Regions from separate parts of the Triticum aestivum genome. Here region 1 is linked to region 2. A link is a contact called in public Hi-C data. All regions are on one chromosome and are shown on one strand. Each heading gives the region's core, a stretch centred on a gene start, on an enhancer-like site or on the middle of the called end of the contact. The rest is flanking DNA. Distances are from core to core; before and after follow the strand shown.

What was found. Hi-C and Micro-C count contacts between places; a contact is called where the count stands out from the background.
Region 1: a Hi-C map of leaf shows a contact between it and region 2, with 6 times the contacts expected there. The contact joins the promoter of LOC123085202 here to the promoter of LOC123085200 in region 2. A contact is called at or near these places in 1 of 5 Hi-C or Micro-C datasets (leaf) and 1 of 1 datasets of contacts at active chromatin or transcription factors (leaf).

Annotation. Positions count from the first base shown.
Region 1 is chr4A:70,283,544-70,289,006 of IWGSC CS RefSeq v2.1, reverse strand. It overlaps LOC123085202 (pto-interacting protein 1), which reads right to left and starts at 2,706. Exons shown (of 10, transcript XM_044506810.1): 1 at 1,964-2,706; 2 at 1,775-1,860; 3 at 1,558-1,676; 4 at 1,307-1,422; 5 at 469-1,197; 6 at 211-374; 7 at 35-114. The coding sequence starts at 2,105.
Region 2 is chr4A:69,808,433-69,814,116 of IWGSC CS RefSeq v2.1, reverse strand. It overlaps LOC123085200 (protein EARLY-RESPONSIVE TO DEHYDRATION 7, chloroplastic), which reads right to left and starts at 3,609. Exons shown (of 4, transcript XM_044506807.1): 1 at 2,504-3,609; 2 at 1,141-1,307; 3 at 455-539; 4 at 1-325. The coding sequence starts at 3,501. The coding sequence ends at 133.

The sequences.
Region 1 (5,463 bases), core at 1,457-3,956, 480 kb before region 2:
CTCGTCCGTGTCTGTGTACAAGAAGAAGACGTATCCGAAGGTGCCGACGACGTCGCTGTGCGTGAGGGACGACGGGCTGGACGGCGCCCAGATCGCGAGCCCGAAATCGGACAACTGCCACCGTCGGTACACAGTTCAGAGTTCACGTCTGTCAGTACAAAACACAGACAAACAAACTGTATATTCCTGAATTTAAGAGCACAGTACTACCTGGGGCTCGAAGTCGTCCGTGAGGAGGATGTTGGAGGACTTGACGTCGCGGTGGATCACCGGCCGCGAGCAGCCGGAGTGCACGTAGCTCAGGGCCTCGGCCACCCCGACCGCCGCCCGGTACCTCTTCTCCCACGGCAGCGCCGGCTTCGACCTCTTCTTCCCTGCGAAATCACATGCCCAAGGCCGCTGTAGACCATCGACGCAGCCAAAATACAGTAGCGTAGTTTGTCGTGGTGTGCAAGCGTGGTGGCGTACCGTGCAGGTTGTCCTCGAGGCTGCCGCGGGGGAGGTAGCGGTAGACGGAGATGAGGTTGGGGCCTTCCACGCAGACGCCGACGAGCGGCACGATGCGGCCGTGCTGCAGCTTGGTGATGATGTCCACCTCCCGGAGGAAGTCCTTGGACGCCTCCGCCGACGCCCGGCACAGCTTGATCGCCACCCGCTGCCCGCTCGCCAGCCCGCCCCGGTACACCCGGCTGTGCGCGCCCTTGCCCACCAGGTTGCCGGGGGAGAAGTGGTTCGTGGCGTCGTACAGCTCCTCGTACCGGAACCACCGGCACCGGGACGGCGCGCCGGCGAGCGCCCGCCTCAGCTCGGCCGCCAGCCCCTCCTGCGCCGGTTCCGGGGACGCCGACGGCGAGGAGCGCCGCGGCAGGCTCATCACCCAGTGCACCACCGACTGCTTGCGCGTCGTCTCGTGGTCTCTCGTCGTGGCCTGCGCTGCGGGAGGCGCGCGCCGGAGCAAAGGCCAGCCGAGCTTCTGCTCTGGCGCCGGCACGCGCACGACGAGGGCCTTGGCGTCGGCGGCGTCGTGGTCGTCGCAGGGCTTCTTGGGCTGCGGCGGCGCGGCGCACTGGCCGCAGCCCGTGGCGTCGAAGTCCATGGACCGCGCGCTCCGGCGGTTGGGGTTGGGGATGATCACCTTGGGCTCCATGCCGACGCTGGGGTGCAGCAGCGTGCGGAGCACCGGCTTGGGCTCTGCTCCTGCAGGACGACGAACGAAGCCACCCAACGCTTTAATCCGTCAATCAATCACCCACTCACCAACCGAAATCAATTCGCAGCTAACATCGGGAGTCAGTACTCTACTGACCAAGTGGCGGCCGGGGGGCCTCCCTGACGAAGATGGCCTTGCCGCCCTGGATGGCGACGACGCTGGTCGTCGCCGGGAGCTTCCTGGCGCAGTACTTGGCGAGGCCGGTCGAGCCACTGATCGAGCACACAGGTAAAATAATCGATTACTTTTGGTGTGTGCGTTAATGAATCGTGCAGAAAACAAACAGTTGGATCACGCCAAGATTGCTGCTGCTGGGAGGTGAGAGGTGAGCATCGGCACTGACTGACCCGAAGGAGTACTTCTTGTTGGCGCCGATCACCACCACCATGGCCGCGCAGAGCTTGGCCTCCTTCACCAGCACCTTCTGGATCGAGCTCCCCGGCGTGACCCGCCCCACGAGGACGATCTGACGGACATGAAACCATACCATCAATACCAGCACATGAGCGCAACCGCCAGCGACATTAATGGCGGTGAAGGCATCGTGCTTGCTTGCTTACGCACGTCTTTCTTGCTGCAGATGGCCTCGTACTCCGCCAGGTAGTCGTCCAGCGTCCTGATCAGCGTCAGCGCGTTCGTCTTGCACAGGTCTCCTTCGATTCGAGGCACAGGGAAATGCTGCCATGAGTCGAGCTGCAACGCAAGCAAAGGTTTTTGACGGACAGGAGATGGGATAGGGGGCAGGGTACCTACCGGATTTGCGGTAAATGTGGACGGCGACGACGCGGTCGCCGCTCCTGGCCGCCTGGTTGAGCGCCCACTGCAGAAGCTCCTTGCCGACGGCGTCCATGTGCAGCCCCACCAGTATGCACCGCCCGACGCCCTCCCCCGCCATGCTCCCCCCACCAGTGGCAGCTCGAGAGAATCACCAGGAACCACACTTGCCCCCCATGGCGATCGATAGATAACACTCGCCACAGCACGCAGTCGGCGGCTCAACTACTAACCGCCGTGGACCTCCCCCGTTGGCCGATACGAGCCCCGCTTACCGCAGCCAATGCAGCACCACTACGACCCGGAACCTCCCCCTCCCTCCGCTGGAATAGAAAATGGCGCGGCTGTCGTCGCAGGGGCGGCCTCCCGGAAAGCGAGCCCCGTCCCGCGCGCGGAAGCCAAGCCTCCCGCCCGCTTTACAGCCGATGGATGATCTAACTCGAGCCGAAAGGGGAGTAGGGGGCGAGGGGGATGAACCGACGGACCGGGGAGGAGGAAGATACAGTACAAGCGCAAGGAGCCAGGGGGAAGCGGCAGATATATCCTACCGCTAGGAGTTCGAGCGGGCGGAAGATGTGGCGGAGCGAAGGGGGGGAGGCGGGCAGCGGGCGGCAAGCGACAGAGGTAACTACCTAAAATCTGGTTGGGTTGTCAGGCCTCAGCCGGGGCGATGGTATATAAAATTTCACCCTTCATGGCGCCGCGACACGCTACGCCGGCGGCCGTCACCATCGGCAGGCGGGGCACGGGGCGGGGGCGGGGGCGGGCTCCGCCCAACCACTCCAACCACGAATGCCGCAGGAAAGACACGAGGCCGCGCGGGGCAGGGGCGGGGCTTGGGTTGAACGGCCCGAGACGGTCGTCGTCGCGGTCCGCGGCGGCGAGCGGGCTGGCTTTGCTTGGCTGCTGTCTTTTCTGCCGCCGGTAGGCCGACGGCTAGGAAACGGAGACGGCGACCGAGACACGCACTCACGCAGACGCAGGTGAAGCGAAAGAGAGCGAAGTGGAGGTGATGCAATGCTATGGGATGGATGGGTAGATAGATATGGTCAATTGGGAGAAGAGTATTGTGTGTGCGCAACAGGATCTGTGATGATGCGACGGAGAAAGGCGAGGAGCAGGGGACGGGAGCTTCTCGGTGGAGGAGATTGGAGGGGTGAAGGAAAAATGATGGAAGATGGTTAGGGGATTGACCGAGGGAGGAGCTCCGTTGGTGATGATTTGTACTACACAAACTGGGAAGGAAAATGGGAGTGGAAAAGGAGAGGGATAATAGTCTCCGAATCCACATGGCTACACGGGGAAAAGATGGGGAAAAGGGACATGGTTGTACTCTTTCGGAAAGAAAAAGGCATCTAACTAACTAGTCGTAGCATTTCTTGGGATTATTAGACTGTAACATCTGAATCGCATTCGGCACATGGTTCATCTTTCCGCACGCATGGCAACCAAATTTGTAAAACGGGGTGCTTCGGTAGGACTGTCCTACTACTGCTAGTAGTAAATAGTTACTGGTCTGTGGCCTCGTTGCGAAGATGCCAATGCTTGCAGATGCACTGGGATTAGCGTTCCTGGTGCTGCCGTATCGCACACTGCATTGCAGATTGAGTCATGCACGCAGGGTTGACCGGCGGAAGCATCATCCTTCGTACGGGTCGTTTTCGTTTTAGTAATTTCTTTTCCTTGGTTCAACATTTTAATAGTAATTCATGTCTGATCTATGCCCAGATGCGGACCATTGGTAGTTTAGTATTATGTTGATTTTCAACGACGATCAACATCCGTTCATGTTACGTCCATCTGTATTATTGCCACGTCAGGACATCTGCAGATGGCTCCTTAACCCTACCCCGCTCCCGCTCCCGTGGGGCGCCGCCACGCCGCACCGTAGCGCCCCCGCCCCCTTCCTCTTCCTCCGGTCCTCTCCAACGCCATCTCCCCTACCGCCGCCGCCGGAGGACTCACATGCAAAGTCTGTGTGCGGCAGTGGTGGCGGCGGTGTTTCTCCTCAGCCAGATCCGGTTAGGGGGGGCAGCGGTCCATGCCCGCCAGACCTACGGCAGTGACGCGGGGCGGCGGCGGCCAGTTTCGGCATGGATCGACGACGATACCAATTTTAGATATAAGAGCACTTTACATTATCGAGTTTGTAGGTGTGAGTGCTGACTTCAGATGAATTGACGTATTTGCTTTTTAAATCTTTATTGAATAATTAATAAAGATGACTGCATACATCGATTGATGCAGAGACCGGGAGTTTAACCTTTTCTTAAAAAAAGTATATCTGCAGATGCGGGACGGGAGGCGTGTTTCAGAGCACTCTACCCAGTCCGAATGGGGTCACTCTGGAATCTGCGCTCACTGATCGATCATGCTGCCGATCGACTGGCGGTTCACGCAATGTCACTTTCATGTCACTCAACACATCTTCAAAATACGCCTACAAATACACGTGTTCTATCTACAAAGAAAAAGAATGAAGTGCACGAGCAAATCGGGAGCGAAAGTCTTTGCGACAAAATGAGTTAAGCAAACCGAATGTGTCGTACCTGTCACACAAGTACAAAGAGCTGACCGGTACGCAAAAACTTGGCTTCCATGACACGATGATAGAATAGATGCGACAGTGTATTGTGCCAGCACGTAGTGTACAAAACCCAACTGTTTGGAGTACAAATACTTCCTCCGTACTTTATAGCAATCAAAACGCTTTTATATTTCTTTACGAAGGAAGTACTTACGAAGGAAACGTCTAGTGTAATCACAATAACCGCGTCGGATGTTTGTCAGCCGTCACGCTTAAGAAACAATTCGATCGCAATCCCTGCAAACGTGAAACATGCGTTATGCTGGTCATTGGAAAGTAACTTTCATTACCAGCATGCATATGTACGTTAGAGCATTTCTGATAATTACCCTATTTGACGGCATGAAAAAATTGTTCATGTATTCCCTTCGTTCAAAATAAGTGATCCAATTTTGTATTAACTTTAGTATAAATTTAGTACTTCCTCCGTTCCTAAATATAAGTCATTATAGAGATTTCAACAAGTGACTACATACGAAACAAAATGGGTGAATCTATACTCTAAAATGCGTCTATATACATCCGTATATGGTTCATAATGGAATCTCTAGAAAGACTTACATTTAGGAAAGAGTATAAAATAGGGTCATCTATTTTGGAATGAAGGGAGTACAATTTAGGGCAAAAAAAAGTGTTTTTCTGCACAAAAAGTGGCGTCTTCAACAGCTGACAAACAAACAATAACGAGACGGGAGGCGTGTTTCAGAGCACTCTACCTGAATGAGTTCATTGTGGAACCTGTGTTTCAAAAGATCATGCTGCGGCTCAGGAAATACCACTTTTACCCCTCCAAATACGCCTATACAAATATAAACAAAATGAAAAACACGTGGGAAATCGGGAGCGAAAGTCACTTTGAAGATGAAGCTCGTCATAATTTCTTCTTCCAAAT
Region 2 (5,684 bases), core at 2,360-4,859:
TATCCAGCTCAAGGAACGTACATCACCATTACACAGCACAGTGGAACCACCTTAGCCCACACATGAAACTCAACAAGAACATACTACAATATACAGTGGAGCCATCATCGACCAGCGTACGACGACGACGGCTTACTTCTTCTTCTGCAGGCTGATCGATTGCTTAGCCACAGCGTGCGCCGCCGAGCTCGCCAGGGACGACTTCTTGATGTGCCCCTTTGGGTCGAGCGCTTTCCGGATCTTGAAGACGGCCCACGCGACCCCAAGAGCGTTTCCGGTGGCGTGGAGGTAGTCCTGTGTGATCTCTCCTGCCTGATCACCGTACCTGCAAAATAGAGGGAGATGATATCAACGATCCTATCAACAAATGATCACTGGGCCAAAGATTTTGCTGAACCAAGAACATTTGGAATTCTGAATGAAGCATAGATGCAACGCGGTGCATGTACATTACCTGTGCGTTACAACTGAAGTAGTGACAACTGACGATGTTTTCATCACGTTCTTTCCAGACACCTCAACAGCGTCCCAAACTTTACCTGAACCATCGAGTAAGTAAAGAGTCAACAAATAATAATATGTGATGCAGCAACTGTTTGCACATATCAAATCTAAAGAGGTGGCATGCTATAAAATCTTATTGCAGCCAACATCAGGGCCCTTGCATCCAATACAGTATTCGGGCAAGCCAACCGGCAAACCACTGTTTTGGGCTCTTGAACTTATACAAATAGAATTCTGACCACATATTAGCAGCTCTTATAGCTGTTTTAGAGTTCAGTTAAGGCATGTTAACCCAGTGCACTCTACAATAGTACACTAAATACCTGGGATTTGCTTGGGAGGCCCAATATAGAGCATAAATAAAATCCAAATCATAATATGATTTCATCCTATCTGGTGCTTTGGTGATGTGACCATTAATCCCATGCATATTTAGATCAACAAATTCAATTTTTATTCGGAACAGAATCACGGACTACCTAGACTTCTAACTTAAAAGTTCAGAAACAACAGAATACCTAGCATTCTACTAGCTGCCTTTATATTCAATCATTTCACAAGGATACAGATAAAAATGGTTAAACTTCATATTTTGCCAAGCAAATGTAACATGCGCAGCTAGTGGCAAACGCTTACCAAATCCGTCCAGCGAAGCAAGAATAACTTCGCCAGGCATTAACTTGAAGAACTTCTGTGCGGGTTTGGAGTTGACTACAGTGCTGGTAACAAATCCCGAGACCTTGAGAACACCTGAGAGAATTGAATTTGCTACCTTGTTCGACATTTTAGTGACCCTTCTGGCCCTGCAGAAGACAGAAGAGAAATGCATAAATTGATTACCTTAAATATAGAGCAGATCTATATATACCCTATTTATTGCACATCTAAGTGCCTCAATCAAACATAAAAGGAAAAGAAAAAGAGAAAGGGAAAGACAATGTTCGCACGAATCTCTACGTAAAATCAATGACATAGGACTTAGATGTGCAATACTTAGGGCACATCTAAATGTGTTTTAGCAAAACTGTAAATATTTCTATAAACATGATAACAATTAGTCAATAAACAACCTAAAGGGAAATGAAATTATCTCAGAATAAGAGAGATTAGGATAGCGACCCATACAGTCAAAACAAAATAACTTCTACCTATGCTGCTATGCATATTTCCATTAAGAAATAGTGCTAGTACTATACTGAGTAGCTTGCCAGTTCAGCTAAGGCATGCATTGATAAGGATCCGGATCAAGTTGAAAACATCTCACACTAAATGCACACATGTCGGCACCATAATGGTATCTTTAAATTTATAGCATCATAATGCACACATGTCGGCATGGCAAAGATATCACTCGTCGTTATCAAGATATGCCAGGTGTCTTCCAGGATAGGAAGCAAATAATGGACACTGGTGGCATTGGCTAAGTTAATGGTCAATTTTTTCATAATAAAGATGTGTCGTCCTCTTAATGGGGGTTACATCTGGGTGAGACATTTTGTTTGCACAACCAAAAAAGGGTTTGTCTTCTTGTCCATGTCCTTTTTTAGACACAGAAGAGAACATGAAGAAGACCCTACTGGAGTATCTGACAAACAAAAGACCCTGCTCTGTTGAATAGAGCTACAATAGAACTTCATAATTTTTGCTAGTAATAATAAAAACAATGTAACGCATAATCAATACTTATTTTCTGTTCAATAAGTGCAATGCAATGGAGGACTAGTAAGAACCCTGACTATTCTGGACATGACATGTAACGAAGCTATAACTGATTATCCAAATCCTGATCTTAGACGATCCAAGTAATGGCAAAAGGTGAGTCATCTCATTCATTAAATTTTAGTTCATCCAATGCTGCAGCTTAACAGGAGCAGTAGAAATGTAAATTTAGCGTATCATTTAGTTCGTCAAATGCCAGATTAAGAAAGTGCATCTAAGCTACTCCAATGTGAGCTGCTCTGCAATATATAGAGAGAATAGTAAGTTTCTTCATCCATACCTCTTCATCCTCTTGAGGGAGCTCGGCTTCACCTGCGTATGCTTGCCGTTCGCCCCCGCGCCCTTCTTCAACACCGCCTCCCCGCATTTGAGGCCCGTAGCTGTGATGTCCCCGCACCAGATGATGCCCCTTACCAGCTGCCCGGAGCCCTTGGCGATAAGCCTCGCCACCGACGAGCTGTAGTCGTCCACGTTGGGCGCGATTGTCGTCCAGAACGCCGCGGACTGCTCCTCAATCTCCTCCTTCTTGTCCCCGGCAGCCTCCTCCGGCGTGATCTCCGACACCGCCCTAGTGTCCATGACCTCCGACTTGCCGCCGGCCTCCTCGTCGACCTGCTTGACGGAGAAGGTTGTGTACTCCTTGAGGACCCTGTCCAGCTCCTCCAGCACCTGCTCCTGCCCTTTCCCGGCGACGGTGAGCCCGTAGCTCAGCGCCGCCTCCCGGTCCGCGTCCGTCTCCGCCTCGGCGTCCTCCTTGTCGTCAGGGTGGTCCGAGTGCGGGACGTGGAGCGAGAAGAAGTAGTGGCCGGCGTCGAGCTTGACGACGGCGACGTCGCCGGCGAGCGGCCACTGCACGGGCTCCTGCGCGTCGCTGGAGCGGCCGCTGCTGAGGAAGCCGAAGACGCCGCGTCGCTTGTGGGCCTTGTCCGGGGTGAGGCGCGCGAGGACGGCGACGCAGTGGTCGCCCTGGCGGAGGCGCACGATGGAGAGCGTGCCGGCGCCGAGGTCGAGGCTGCGGTCCGGGTCGACGAGGTGGAGCTGCGCGCCCGGCACGTCGACGAGGGTCTCCTCCACCGTGGGCGGGGCCGGCGCGGCGTCCTCGGCCGCGTCGGCTGGGAAGAGGTTCTCGGCCATCTCGTGCGGGTCCATGGTGGGGTAGAGCGACTCGCCGCCGGTGCTGCTGGCGGCGGCGGGATTGTACTGGAAGGCGGTGTTGTGGTCGGGGTGGGACTGGGGTACCTCCGGGTACATGCTCTGCTGCTTGGAGGCGGAGGCCATGGCGGATTCGCTGGTCGGCTGCTGCGTCGTGTCACACACAGTTCGCCGGATCGAGAGGGGAACGTGGTGGGGATGAAACGGGCGCAGGGGATTTTAATACTACGCGAGGGGTGGAACCGGCGAGGGCGACGGTTCATTCGCGGTGGCGCCCAGGTGCGTGGGGATTTCCTGCGCCCGTGACGGCGACGCGGAGCTGGTCGGCAGCGTGTCAGCCTGTCAGGGACGAGACGGCCGTGCTTCCGCGGCGGCACACAGGTGGGCACAGAGATGGCGGTGGCAAAGGGGGATCCCGATAGACGAGAAGACTTTGGAAGAAAGGAACCGGAAGGCAAGGGAGGAGGACGCGTAGACACCGTCGGGAACAGCTCACCGGCCACGGAGGCGCCGGCAAAAGAATATGGCTTTGGGAAGGCCAACACGAACTGGCGCGCTCCAGAGTTCACGTGTGTGCAGCTTCTCGGTACCTGGCGGTCCGCCGTTGCACAACTTCGGAGCGACGATCGACGGTGGTAGTACGTTGGCTTCCGTTCACCGCGTCGCCGACGGCAGACGGTAGTCAACATGTTTTCTGTTTCCGCCGACGTGCACGGGCGGGCCGGCGGGACAGCGCGGCGGAGCGGTGGGCATCAAATCTATCATCGGGCTTCCACATTTGTCTGCGCATTTTCTTCATCTTTACGAACGTCGTTGGTTGTCCGCGTGGTTTTTCACACTTTGCATATTGGTCCCAGCTGGCCTGACTGTGAAGAAATAGGGGGAAAAAACTATGATTTGCACATCGTTTGGCTGTGTGCATTAGAGCAACTCCAACCGACGCGACTCCCCCGACGTGCCGTTGGCACACTGACAGATGGCCCCGGGCCCTGTCAGTGGCCCCACGTCAAGGGTGCAGTACGTCAGATGATCCTGGTCCAATTCCAACGCGCCGATCCAAACGAATTTACGGTTTGTTCGCTTTTCGTCCGTTTGGGTCGGCTAAGCAGACGGGTGCGCCTGCTTTTTCATATGGGTCGGCTTGAGCGCCTAACAAAAGGCGGATCCAAATTTACGTGCATATAATAGAAAAACAAAATGAACCACGCATGGCAAATATAACAAAAATAGGAACTTAATTTACAATAAATGTCCGGTCATCCGCGACCAAAGTCCACTTAAACTTAATTAAACATTCATAAAAACAAAAACTAAAAGTTGGTGTCCGCACGTAGTCCTAGGCGTCGGCCTTACCCTTGCCATCGTCATCGTCGCCGGCAAGGTCAATGAAGACGGGAGGCGGCCTAGTCCAACCGAAGGCGGCTTGATAGGCCGCCAGGGCTGCCTCCTCCAACGCCTGCTGCGGCGGAGGCAATGTCGCGACGCGGGCGCGCTCCTCCTCTTCCTCCCGCTCCCTCTGCATGCGCTGCTCGGCGTCTGCGCGCTTGTTCGCCAGCCGACCCTGCCGCCAATGTTCGGGGTACATGGCCTCCTACGCCGGCGTGGCACCAAGCCAAACCGGGGGGAGGGGGGTGCTGACGAACTCATGCACCTGGCCGGTCCAGACGTACCTCTTGGCCGTCTTGGGCGCAGGTGTCATTGGGGTTAGCCACGGCGGCGACGGCGGCAGCACACAATCGCCTGTTGTCGGTGAGAACGACACATATGGGATCACTGGGATCCTTTCTACGGTCGGCGGGCGCGGGGTCGTGAGAAGAGCAGGTTTAGGAGCTAGCACACGGGTCGTTTACCCAGGTTCGGACCGCGAGAATGCGTAAAACCCTAGTCCTGCTTTGGTGGATGTATTGAGTGTTCTTGAGCTTTCTAAACTAGCTACGGTGGCTGTGCTGTCTCAAAAAGCCGAATCCCTCTTCTAGTCGCCTCGGGCCTCCTTTTATAGGAAAAAGGGGCTGCCACAGTGGCACACAGGAGGTGAAAAGGCCTACAGTGCTGTAACACCCTCGATGCGACTATAGCTCCCACGTGTCGAGGCACGACTTAGAGACATAATCGCATTGAAGACATATGTCGCAAGTTAGGCAATCTTCACAAACATCCCATGTAATGTAATAACAAAAGGGGAGATAACTTAGTTGGCTTACACTCGCCACGTCAATCAAGTACATAAATTAACATTACATCATCCAAACACTCATGGCCCGACTACGGCGCCAAAATAAAAGAGAACCCAACATGCGACACGGTCCCAA